2 separate regions of the Oryctolagus cuniculus genome follow, and region 1 is linked to region 2. The links are chromatin contacts, called in public Hi-C maps. All regions are on one chromosome and are shown on one strand. The core of a region is the stretch at or near the end of the contact, and the rest is flanking DNA. Distances in the headings are between cores, read along the strand shown.

What was found. A called contact is a pair of places that touch in the nucleus more often than the background predicts.
Region 1: a contact with region 2 is called in a Hi-C map of an unstated tissue, with 2.5 times the contacts expected there. The contact joins the promoter of UROD here to the promoter of ZSWIM5 in region 2. A contact is called at or near these places in 2 of 6 Hi-C or Micro-C datasets (psoas muscle and an unstated tissue).

Annotation. Positions count from the first base shown.
Region 1 is chr7:127,872,924-127,878,906 of mOryCun1.1, forward strand. UROD (uroporphyrinogen decarboxylase) reads right to left here and starts at 1,271. Exons shown (of 10, transcript XM_002715141.5): 1 at 386-1,271. The coding sequence starts at 405. It overlaps HECTD3 (HECT domain E3 ubiquitin protein ligase 3), which reads left to right and starts at 1,390. Exons shown (of 21, transcript XM_002715142.5): 1 at 1,390-1,856; 2 at 2,037-2,197; 3 at 2,425-2,517; 4 at 2,597-2,732; 5 at 3,013-3,128; 6 at 3,212-3,325; 7 at 3,472-3,554; 8 at 3,966-4,131; 9 at 4,314-4,395; 10 at 4,991-5,173; 11 at 5,288-5,340; 12 at 5,504-5,568; 13 at 5,693-5,796. The coding sequence starts at 1,488.
Region 2 is chr7:127,679,695-127,685,584 of mOryCun1.1, forward strand. ZSWIM5 (zinc finger SWIM-type containing 5) reads left to right here and starts at 2,002. Exons shown (of 14, transcript XM_008265350.4): 1 at 2,002-2,806. The coding sequence starts at 2,239.

The DNA of each region.
Region 1 (5,983 bases), core at 21-2,520, 190 kb after region 2:
GGAATTGGGAAGAAAAGATGAAAGCCCAGCAGGAATAGTTTGAGGGAGGCGGACCTTCGGACAAGAAAATGTAGGAACCGGGGTGGCAGAGGGCTGGTGCCAGGGCCAGGAGCCTCCGACTGGCGGACGAAGAAGGCCCAGAGTTGACGATCCCAGAATAGGGGTTCTAGTTGGAAGTCCTAGGATAGCCCCTGGAATAAAAGTCTGGGGGACACAGTCCGGCAAGGAGATCCCAGGAATGAAGGTCCCTGCGTGGTTGCAGGATTCAGACTACTGGCGTTCTGGTTTGCTAGGTTCCCAGGGAACGGGGAATATATCGGTTCCTGAGTTGGAAGACTCAGATCAGAAGCCCCGCTAGCCGCACAGCCTACTTCAGAGAACTCACCCTAACCCGTTCGTCTCCATGGTATGTCGCAACTGCGAGCGCGTTCGCCGCTTGAACCTTGAATAAGAGCAGACAGGCAGTCCAGGCTCCGCCCCTTCCTGAAGCGTCCCGAGGGCGTCGCCATTTTGGACGCCACGTGATCGGACTTCAGTGACAGTTCTGGGGCTGCCCCGGCTGCCGCCTGTAGGACCCTAACCATTTTCCACCGTAAAGTCCGCTGTAGCGACGAAACACCAAACGTCCAAAGGCACGAGCTCCGCTAAAACTAGTTCTTACTGCTGGTGTCAGAAATGTGTTCATATCTGAGTCAGGAAATCCTGCCAGTTTGACCCAGGCCTCACTGTCATTTCCACTGCCCACGAGTCTAGAATCTTATCCAGCCAGGAATGTAGCAGACGGTGCAAAAGAGGCTGTACACAGAGAACTGAACTCCTCTTCTGTATACTTCCGTTACCTACTCAGAATTGAGCACTGCGGTCGGTGCTAAGCGCGTCAGCCCCAGCTGGAGCCCCTTTAAGGAGTTACAGACTGATGAGAGACCAGACATCTGCAATCACATCAAAGTGGATACTGATGGGCAGTTTCTTGGGATGAGGCGTAACAACCAGAATTTTTCAAAAGCCTAAACGGGTCAGGACTCCTGTCAGTTGCCGGAGAAAGGGTCACCCCACTTTATTCAGCAGATTTGTACAGGTGCTTCTGGTTGTGATAGGACTCGCTGAGGACTGGAACGCGAAATCAGGAACTCTTGAGAACCAGAGAAATGTCTGCTAAGATGATCCAGTCTAGATGGTGACTTGCACGAGGACAGAGGCAGTGGAGAGCAAATGGTAGTAGCACTGGAGATGGCGAGAGAAAATTTCATCAGGTCGCAACTCTGATCTTGATTCTGGTTGGCTGGGGAGGGGACACAGGTAGGGAACATTCTGGGGTATGAGTACCCAGGACCCCGCGGAGGTGCGCTTAGTCTAGAAATTACGGCAAAAGCTGTCGGTAGGCGGGGCAGGGCGTGGTGGGAAGCGCAGCCTGAGGTCGCGGCTGCAGCTCGCCGACTGGCGCGTCCCTCGGCTCCCCTCTCCCGGCTCGCCTCCGTCGCTTCGCCATGGCGGGCCCTGGCCCGGGCGCGGCACTAGAGTCCCCGCGGCAGCTGCTGGGCCGCGTGCGCTTCCTGGCGGAGGCAGCACGGAGCCTCCGCGCCGGGAGGCCGCTGCCGGCAGCGCTGGCTTTCGTACCGCGGGAGGTACTCTACAAGCTTTACAAGGACCCGGCGGGACCGTCGCGCGTTCTCCTGCCGGTGTGGGAGGCGGAGGGCCTAGGGCTGCGTGTGGGAGCCGCGGGGCCGGCCTCCGGGACTGGCTCCGGGCCGCTCCGCACCGCCCGCGACAGCATCGAGCTCCGGCGCGGCGCCTGCGTGCGCACCACCGGCGAGGAGCTATGCAACGGCCACGGGCTCTGGGTGAAGCTGACAAAGGTGCGCTCGGGCCTGCTGGGACCCCGCAAGAGACCCGCGGGGCCAGGGAAGCCCCTGGCTGTTCCTTCCCCTCCCCCATATTAAACTGGCATTGCGTTCAGTGCACTTTGCCCCGGGCTGGGCAGGGCGGCCAGCGGAGCAGTTCCCTGATGGCTGTCCCCGTCTGGCGCACGCCGGCAGGAGCAGCTGGCGGAGCACCTGGGCGACTGTGGGCTGGACGAAGGCTGGCTGCTCGTGTGCCGCCCGGCAGAGGGCGGGGCCCGCCTCGTACCCATCGACACTCCGGACCACCTCCAGCGGCAGCAGCAGCTCTTCGGCGTGGACTACCGGCCGGTGCTCAGGTTCTGCACCTGAGGGGGCAGGGGAGCTGGGAACTCCTGGCACGTCCTGGAGCACGGGCTATTGGAGAAGAGATGGCCAGAGCAGGAAGGGGCGGGGTCTGCAGGGGGCTTGGGTGGGACTTCTGGAGGTGTGGAGATAGAGTTTTGGAAAAGGCTTCGGAATCCGGAGATGGTGTTCTGCCGCCTGCTGATGCCTCCCCATCCCACCCCCAATTCTGTGCCCGCAGGTGGGAACAGGTGGTGGACCTGACATACTCGCACCGCCTCGGATCGAGGCCTCAGCCGGCGGAGGCATACACGGAAGCTGTTCAGAGGCTACTGTGAGTGATCTGGGCAGGGGCGGGGAGGAACGAGCCCAGGTCTGGTCCCAATCTTAATTAGGGGCTTGGGATTGCTTAGCTATGTGCCTCCGACGTGGACCTACGAGTGCGACGAGGACCTGATCCACTTCTTGTATGACCACCTGGGCAAGGAGGATGAGAACCTGGGTAGCGTGAAGCAGTATGTGGAGAGCATAGACGTTTCCTCCTACACGGTGGGTGCTGGGACTCCTCCCACTCCAGGCAAGATGTAGTCACAGCTCAGGGCTAGATCCAGAACCCCCACTTCCTGGCCAGAGCTACACCAGAACGCCCACAGGCCACACTCCAGCCAGCTCCTCATCTTGGGAGTCCTATAGGAAACCCGCCCCACCCCAGCCCATACCAATTTCCCCTTGAGCCTAACTCCACTGTGCTTTCTGTCTTGTGCTCCCTGGCCCAAAGCACGTACCCAGTCAGGGTGCTCACTGACTCCACTTCTCTGTCCAAAACCAGGAGGAGTTCAACGTGTCCTGCCTGACAGATAGCAACGCAGATACCTACTGGGAGAGTGATGGCTCCCAGTGCCAGCACTGGGTACGGCTTACCATGAAGAAGGGCACCATTGTCAAGTATGTAGGCTCTGGGCAGGACTGGGGGGCAAGCCACACGCCTGTGGGTAAGCAGACGTCAGGTGCACACTCTGACCCCTCAGGAAGCTGCTCCTCACAGTGGATACCACAGATGACAACTTTATGCCCAAGCGGGTGGTGGTCTATGGGGGCGAAGGGGACAACCTGAAGAAGCTGAGTGACGTGAGCATTGACGAGTGAGCAGGCCTACCTGGGATGGGAGGTGGGGCATGGTCCTGCAGTGGGGCATGGCTGAGCTTAAAAGCCTGAGTTTGGGTGGGACCCCAGAAGTCCTTGAAGGCCTGAGGCAGCGGTCTGAAGTGCCTCACATCCATCTCCTCAGGACCTTGATCGGGGATGTCTGTGTCCTGGAGGACATGACCGTCCACCTCCCAATAATTGAGATCCGCATCGTGGAGTGCCGAGGTGGGGCTTCAGGCTATAAGGGAGCTCCAGTGTGTAGATGGGGTCGAGCTGGCAGTTTGGAGAGGAGGGGCTAGGCCTGGAGCTGGGTAATGGCTGGACTAACTCCAGAACTGGAAGCGCTGGGGCTTGAGCCAGGTGGGAGGTGCCAGCGATAAGCTTGCCTTAAAGCCATAGCGGTGGTTGGGCTCTCCTGGACGAGGAACTGAGGTAGGGCCCTCAAGCGTTGAACGTTGTGATGGTGGGCAGAGGAACCAGCAAGAATGTAGAGGTGAGAATTTGGTACTAAGAGGGGATCCCAAAGGTGCCCAGTTTCTAGAGGATAAGGGGACACATGAAGGAGCCCTTCCCCGTTCTGAGGGCCCAGGGGCGGTAGGCACATTAAATGACCTCACTCTGACCCCTCTCCCCCAGATGACGGGATTGACGTTCGTCTTCGAGGGGTCAAGATCAAGTCATCCAGACAGCGGGAACTAGGGTTGAATGCAGACCTGTTCCAGCCGACCAGTCTGGTGCGATATCCACGCCTGGAAGGCACTGACCCGGAAGTACTGTACCGCAGAGCTGTCCTCCTGCAGAGGTGGCTGTGCTCCTGGGCCTGCCTCCGCCTTCCCCACCCTGTGCCTTGTGTGTCTGCATGGAGGAGGTCCCCAGGATCTCACCGAGCGGGCTGTGGGCCCTGCCCTCTCCTGTTGGGAAGTTGGGAGTCTTCCTTCCATGCCAAGCTCTTCAGCTGTGGTTGCCTTTACTCACCGACCACAGGTTCATCAAGATCCTCGACAGTGTCCTGCACCACTTGGTACCAGCCTGGGACCACACTCTGGGCACCTTCAGTGAGATTAAGGTGAGCACAGCCAGTGCTGGTCTTGGCAGTCTGGGCTTCCTCTTCCTTCTCATGTAGCTGTCTAGTCTCAACAGCGAGTCCCTAAAACCTACCCTAGGACTGGACCCTTGCTGGGTCTGAGAACACTGGAAGAAAGCCTGGCACGAGTGGTCAAAATCCCAGCTGAGTGCGTGGCGTACACAGGGGCTGAGGGAGGGGACATGACAGGTGGCAAGGCAGGCTGCCAGAAAGGTACATACTGGGAGTCCCCCACAGCTCAAGAAGATGAGACGTGTGCGGGTAGGTGTTCGTGTGACAGGAGGACGAGGCTAAGAGGGTAGGCGGGAAGCAGGCACTGTAACTGCGGCCCAGGCACCAAAGCAAGGACTTGGTTAGTAGAGCCTCAAGAAAAGCTATTAAGGTATTAAGTGAGGTCAGATGTATTATTTCACATGGCTCCCCCTGGTGGCTGGACTAAGAAAGGGCATGGTGGCAAGGAAGGCAGGGACCAAGCTTGGGCTGGAATGGTAGAATTGGGTCCAGGGATACAGGCAGGTTCCAGGGCCTGGACAGAAGCTGACTGCACACCGATCTTGCTCTGCACCTCTCTCACCAGCAAGTGAAGCAGTTCCTACTGCTGTCGCGGCAGCGGCCTGGCCTTGTGGCCCAGTGCCTGCGCGACTCCGAGAGCAGCAAGCCAAGCTTCATGCCACGCCTGTACATCAACCGGCGCCTTGCCATGGAACACCGTGCCTGCCCTTCTCGGGACCCTGCCTGCAAGAACGCGGTCTTCACCCAGGTCTGGACCATGTGGAGTCAGACTGACGGAGGGGCAGTTAAGGGCCTTGGGGGCTGAGCCAAAAGGGACCTGACAGGGTCTTGACACGGCTCCCTTCCCTGGCCCTTCCCCCAGGTTTATGAAGGCCTCAAGCCCTCTGACAAGTATGAAAAGCCCCTGGACTACAGGTATGGGCCTTGCTCAGGGCGCACGTGAACACACACAGACCCACACACTGCTCCTGGTGCCCCTCACCATTCTTGCTCTGTGGCCCTGCTCCTGGCTGCTCCTGGGGCGGTGAATCTCCCTGAGCCCTGACCAGCATGATGGAAAGATCACCTCTGCTTCCAGGTGGCCCATGCGCTATGACCAGTGGTGGGAGTGCAAATTCATCGCAGAAGGCATCATTGATCAAGGTGAGGCCCTGAGGGAGGGTGGCAGGTCCTGCCCGTCGCCCTGTTGGAATGGCAGGGGCTTCTAGGGCTGCCACTTGAGGAGGACACGAGTGTGAGTACCCGCCGAGGGCGCCTGTCGTTTCAGGTGGCGGTTTCCGGGACAGTCTGGCAGACATGTCAGAAGAGCTGTGCCCCAGCTCAGCCGACACCCCTGTGCCTCTGCCCTTCTTTGTGCGCACGGCCAATCAGGTAACCTCCCAGGCCCGCCTCCCAGGTTGTTTCTGCTCTTCTGTCTGCAAATCCAGACTGAGCTAGCAAAGGGAGCAGAAGAGGGAGGGGCTGCCCAGTGAACCCGCCAAGCTAACAAGGAGAGGAGCAGCCATTGGACATTTGGGGCGAGGGGGAGGCATTCAGGGCCCCTAATGGAAGATAGGCA
Region 2 (5,890 bases), core at 752-3,251:
GGAGTAGCTGAGACATGAATGGGTGCCCATATGGGATGACAGTGCTGCAGGCAGAGCCTTAGCCTACTATGCCACAGCACTGACCTCATTTTATTTATTTATTTGAAAGGCAGAGTTACAGAGTGGGAGAGGCAGATGGAGGGAGAGAGAGAGAGAGAGAGAGAGAGAGAGAGAGAGAGAGAGAGATATCTTCCATTGGTTCCCTAATTGGCTGCAACAGCCGGAGCTGCACTGATCCGAAGCCAGGAGCTTCTTCCGGGTCTCCCACGCAGGTGCAGAGACCGGAGGACTTGGGCCATCTTCCCCTGCTTTCCCAGGTCATAGCAGAGAGCTGGATTGGAAATGGAGCAGCCAGGACTTAAATCGGCGTCCATATGGTATGCCGGAACTGCAGGCGGCAGCTTTACCCGCAATGCCACAGCGCCGACCCAAAATTAACTCTTATGTTTAGGTAACATTTCTTCCTGTCAACTTTGCATGCCAGCAATTGATTAAATCAGAATAACATACTCATTGATTGAATGGAAATTTTTTTTAGTATCTTCCATATGCAGGCTTTATGGGAGGTGTTGGGGAGATGCCCTTACACAGAAATGCTTCCTGTCATCTAGTCAGCCAGATGGGCATTAAAGGAATACTCATGCCCCAAATAAACTCTGCTAAGTTCTGGGAGGAAAAAGGATGGTGTCATGAAAACCTATCAGTGTGGTACCAGATTCAAGGGGAAGTTGGGATCATGCTACATCGTGGTAATCCACTTACAGGTATTTACAGATAGAAATCCATTTACAGATATAAACAGGTGTTGAGTACCTATTACACTGAATAAGCACTCAATTTTAATTGTTTCTAATTCTTCTCAGTTGTTCGTTGAGGCACAATTACTAGCTTCCTTTTACAAGTGATTTAACTTAGTCAAGATTAGCATCACACAAGGAGCAAACGTGATTCAAACCCAATTCTTTTTAGCCAGTGCTCTTTAATTGTGAGATTGCAGCAAAACCAAACTCCTTGACCTCCACTCTGCCTCCCATCAGACTACATTCTTACTCTTACCTGATGCTACATTCTAGGACTCATTCATTTTGAAGGGCTACCTCAACTATAGGAACCCTTCTATCAGAGTTCTTGGAACACTTTAAAGTTGTAGAGATTAATTTGTCAGCAATTAATCTGAAATATGCTGAGTCTTCTGGAATGAGCAAGAGACATCTCGGTGTTTTCTTTATGAAGGAGTTAGTGATGAAGTTGCCATCCAGTAGCAGACAGACATGTTCCTCGCTGTCACCGAGTTTACCGTCAGTAGGGCATTAAATATAAAAGTATTTATACCGCTCTACTAGTAATGTAAATGTGAAGAAGACTGAGCCAAGTGAGGAAAATAAGACCTAATTTAAACTGGGGGCGGGGTATCCCAGAATTCTACCGAAACGCACACACAAAGTGTCTTGTTCTTGGGATGCAAGATGCTGAACCATCCGGAAAACCCCGCGAGGGTCTGCAGCGCCCCAGTCTGGAGCGAGGGCTGGAGCGACTTCGCCGGGTTGTGGTGGGGATGGCGGACGGGGACCGCTGACTTCATCCCACACCATGGCATGAGGAGCGTTTCCATGACTCGAACTTGCTGATTTTTGCCCTACAGTCTGCCTTCCTAGTGCATTTTTGCCAGAGCCTCGTTCTGCCGTCTCCCGGCAGGCCAGCCTACCGCAGGAGCCTGATTTTGAGTTTTCCTGTTCTTGGGGCTTGCGGTTCCTCGGAGGCTCTCGGCCTCGCCATTTCACTCGGTCACACAGTCCATCGCTCTCTGGCCAGGCTGCAGTCAGTCGCGCTGCAGGCGAGGATGCCCGGCGCTGCTCTCCTCCTCGCCCTTTCGCGGCCGGCCGCCCCGAGCGAGCGAGCGAGCGAGCGCTCGGCGCGCGCTCCGGGCCGTCAGCGCCTGGAGCGCGCGCCGCGGGCCCGCGCTCGCTCCCGCGCCTCCTCGCGCCCGCGGCGGCCCGGACGGCGCGCGCCGCCTCACGCTGGCCCTCAGGTCGCCGGCGTCGGCTCTCTGCGCGCGCACAGCGGCCCGGCCCAGGCTCCCCACTCGGGCCGGCGGGCTCGCGAGCTCGCTCGCCCCGCCCCCCTCTCCGGCGCCGCCGCCAGGCGCTTGCGCGGGGCGCGTGGCCGTGGCTGGGGTCTCCGCCGCTGCCGCCGCCGCCGCCGCCGCCGCCGCCTCAGTCAGTCCGTCCGTCCCCAGCAATGGCGGAAGGCGGTGAGCGAGAGGAGCTGCTCTCGCCGCCGCCGGTCTCTCCGGCCAAGCGGCTGTGCTCGTGGCCCAGCCCACAGGCTCACCACCCTCGCGGTTCTCCCGGGGCGGCCCGCGGAGGGGCGGGAGGCGCCGGCAGCAGCTGCCTGGCCCCCGGGGCCCGCCCCCACCTGCAGCCCGAGTCCCTGCTGGACTGCGCCGCCAAGACGGTGGCGGAAAAGTGGGCGTACGAGCGGGTGGAGGAGCGCTTCGAGCGGATCCCGGAGCCCGTGCAGCGCCGCATCGTCTACTGGTCCTTCCCGCGGAATGAGCGGGAGATCTGCATGTACTCCAGCTTCCAGGACCGCGGCGGCGCCGCGGGGTCCTCGCCGGCCGAGGAGGGGCCGCCGCCACCCCCCGGGGCCGCCGCTCCGGCCGGCTCCGCCCCCGGGGCGGCCGCGGCGGGGACGTCCCCCGGGCTGGGCGCCGGGGCCGGCGCGACGGGCGGCGGCGAGGGGCTGCCGTTCCGCCGGGGCATCCGTCTGCTGGACAGCGGCTCCGTGGAGAACGTGCTGCAAGTCGGTAGGTGCCCTCCCGCTGCGCTCTGTCCCTGGCCGCCGCCTCTGCAGGTGCTTCCTTGCTGCTCCGTCGGCTTTCGGCCCAACTCCGTAGCCCTGCCAAGGACAAACCAGTCACATCGAAAACTTTTCCTCGGCGTTGCTTTCAGGTTCACTACTGCTCTTCCCTCCGCTGGCCCTCTCCTCTGCCCCATTGGTTTTTTTGTTTGGAGAGCGACTAGGTGTCTCTCTCTCTCTCTTTCTCTCTCTCTCTCTTTTTTTACACTCGCTCCATTTCCCTATATGAAAGGCAATAAGGAAGGGGCGGCATACCTTTCGGGATGCAATAATTGAGGAAATGGCGTTCTTCTGATTTAAGTTTAGAAAGGAGAGGACGTCAGTGATCTGGAGCAAGCAGTATTAGAGTGTTTGAAGGACAGGCTGTCACGGGCAAATCTGTAGTGGTAGCTGATTGAATCTGAGTGTAATTAACTTTTCACGTTGGGGTAAAAAATACGACAAATCGCTGTGCATTGTAGAAAATTTTGATTGTCTGCTTTAATATTGTTTCCCCCTGGACCAGTGGTGCTTGGGAATCTAGGCTGCAGACTAACAATAACCGAAGATGGAAATGTGACAGCTTCTCTTCTCCACACCCCCACCCAAGGAAAAAAAACCCACACAATCTGGAGTGGGGGTGGGGTCTGTCTTCCTTGTCAGACTAGGGTAAATCAAAAGCTGGTCACGTTGGGTTTTTCAAATGCGTCTCATTTAACTAGTCTTCGTATTTGCTTTTGTTTTAGCTTTTTGTGTGCAGGAAGATGAAAAACGATTTCTTTCTTATTCCTTCTCTGGAGCTTCTAGTCAGTTTGTTAATCTTATTAAGTATATAAATACAGTGCTTCGGATTTGTGGAGTGGTTGGGGAAAGAGAAAAAATGACAGTAATTAACGTTGACTTGTTATGTGGAAAATTAAAACATTGATTTTTTTTTCTATTTGGATTATATAGTATTCTGGAAGTACATATTTATGCATTTTGTTGTATAATGTATACTCATTTATTGAAGAAAATACCGATTTTTGAAAGGAGTTGGAAGAAGGTGGTTTTTAGAATTAAAATCAAGCACAGGCACATGTACAAACCCCAGACATCCAGCTCTCTTCTTCCCAGGTAAAACCAACATATTTGGGTAATTTTTTTCTTTAAACTGTGCTACATCATGATGTTTTTTAGAAAGTAATCTGCTTGTGGTTGAGAATCATAGAATCCCTTGTTTCTTGTTGGAAGAACAGCATACCACCATTTGTTTTGCAAAGGTGAAATGCAGATTTATCCTGTGCCAGAATACATGACAGTAAATTGAGAAAGTTTTGCTCATTTGAAAGGGTTAGTTCTTTGTGTATTTGTATATATTTTTGAAAGAATGAATTGAATAAAAGGGTAATTAAGGTATGCAGCTTTAATGCTGAAATATTGAAAACATGAAAATGAATATATGCATTTATTAGTCTGGGTTTACCCTAATTTTTCTGTGAGTTTAGATCCTTTTAAGATTCTTTAAAGTATTTTAAATTGAAAATGCTTGTGTTTTTTAGTAAGAGATGAATTTGAAAGGATTTTCAAACTTTTGGGGACAAATGAGGAAAGAGTTTTGAACAGGTATCTGTTTTTAAAGAAACTCAAATGTTAAATTCCAAATGAAGATTTTGTAGATTGTACAGATTATGATAATTGGTGTGTTTATGGGATGGTAGGCTCTTCTGTGATTTCAGGGACCTTGAGAAAATATACATATAAATATATTTTTCAGATTGACTTTGGATTTCAAATATTGATAGGAGAATGAATTACTCACTCTTAAGTATTGCTATTTGAGAACTAGGAGTTAAGTAATCTTTATTTTTTCTGACCTTACTTTATGCTAATAAGGTTGGGAGAGAAGGATACTCCATTCTGTATCATTTTGAGTTTTGCATTTTAACACGAATCATCTTGTAATATGTATAACTAGAGATCTTCCCTCAGCTTCTAATCTTAAAATTGTGAGTATAATGACTTCATCTAGATGATAGGTTCTATAAAAGTGTTGCCAAGAGATGAGTGAGGAAGTGATTTGTATATAGTAAGATAGCAATCATGTTCTTCAGTTTATAATATCACTTCAACCTTGATTTAATTACTAAGCAGTGCTAATTAAGAATTCTGCATATTTCCTTACCAAGCTATATAATAAGTGCAGAATTGGGTGGTTTACTGAAGACTGATGGTTTAGAAAAGGACAGTTGGCATATTTCTTTAATGTTATCCTTTTAAATAAAAAATTTGTAAGGGAATTTAACTGGAAAAGTGCAGCACAACACACAAGTTTTGAAAGAAAATAAATTAAAAATAAACTCTTGTACAAAGAGTAGATAGATTAAATTCTGTAATTGCTGGGTACATTCCAGTGGAATCTGGTAATGGGAAGTACCAGATACTGGTTGAAAAGCAATACTGTGTTGAAGAACATCAGATTTTGAATCAGATCTAAAACTTCCCCAATTTGCTGTAAATAAAACTATAGGTTTGTTATGCTCAAAGGATACATTTCTTTTCCATATTAGTACTGAATTGTAATAGTACTGAATTTTCCTTTTAAGAAGTGAAAATTGCACACTAGTCTTCTTGATATCTGTAAGCTTGAGGCGGTGCCAGTATATTTACAGTCTGATCTTTTGGTGTTATTGAGGTAATAAGAGTATAGATGTTTTAAGCAACTGCATTTTTAACCTGTTTAGAAGCCATAGAAATAGTGATGTAAACCTTGGGAAAATATTCAAGAGTCTGCAGATGGTCTCAGAATGGGACAAATGTAATTTATTACTAGTTTTAAGATTTTGACCCCTGTTTTTGCTATCTTATTTCTCTGTGTTTGGTAAGACTTGAAAGAGGCTTGTGCCTTTTCAGAGACCTGAATAGAAGGGTTAATAGTTTCCCTTTTTTAAATGCAGATATATTTATTTGTATATTTTGGTTTTTAAAAATTGGGTAAAGACATGCAGGAGCCTCTGCATCTGCTGTATCTTAACTATATAGATATCTACAAATTTTCAGTAGATTCTTATAG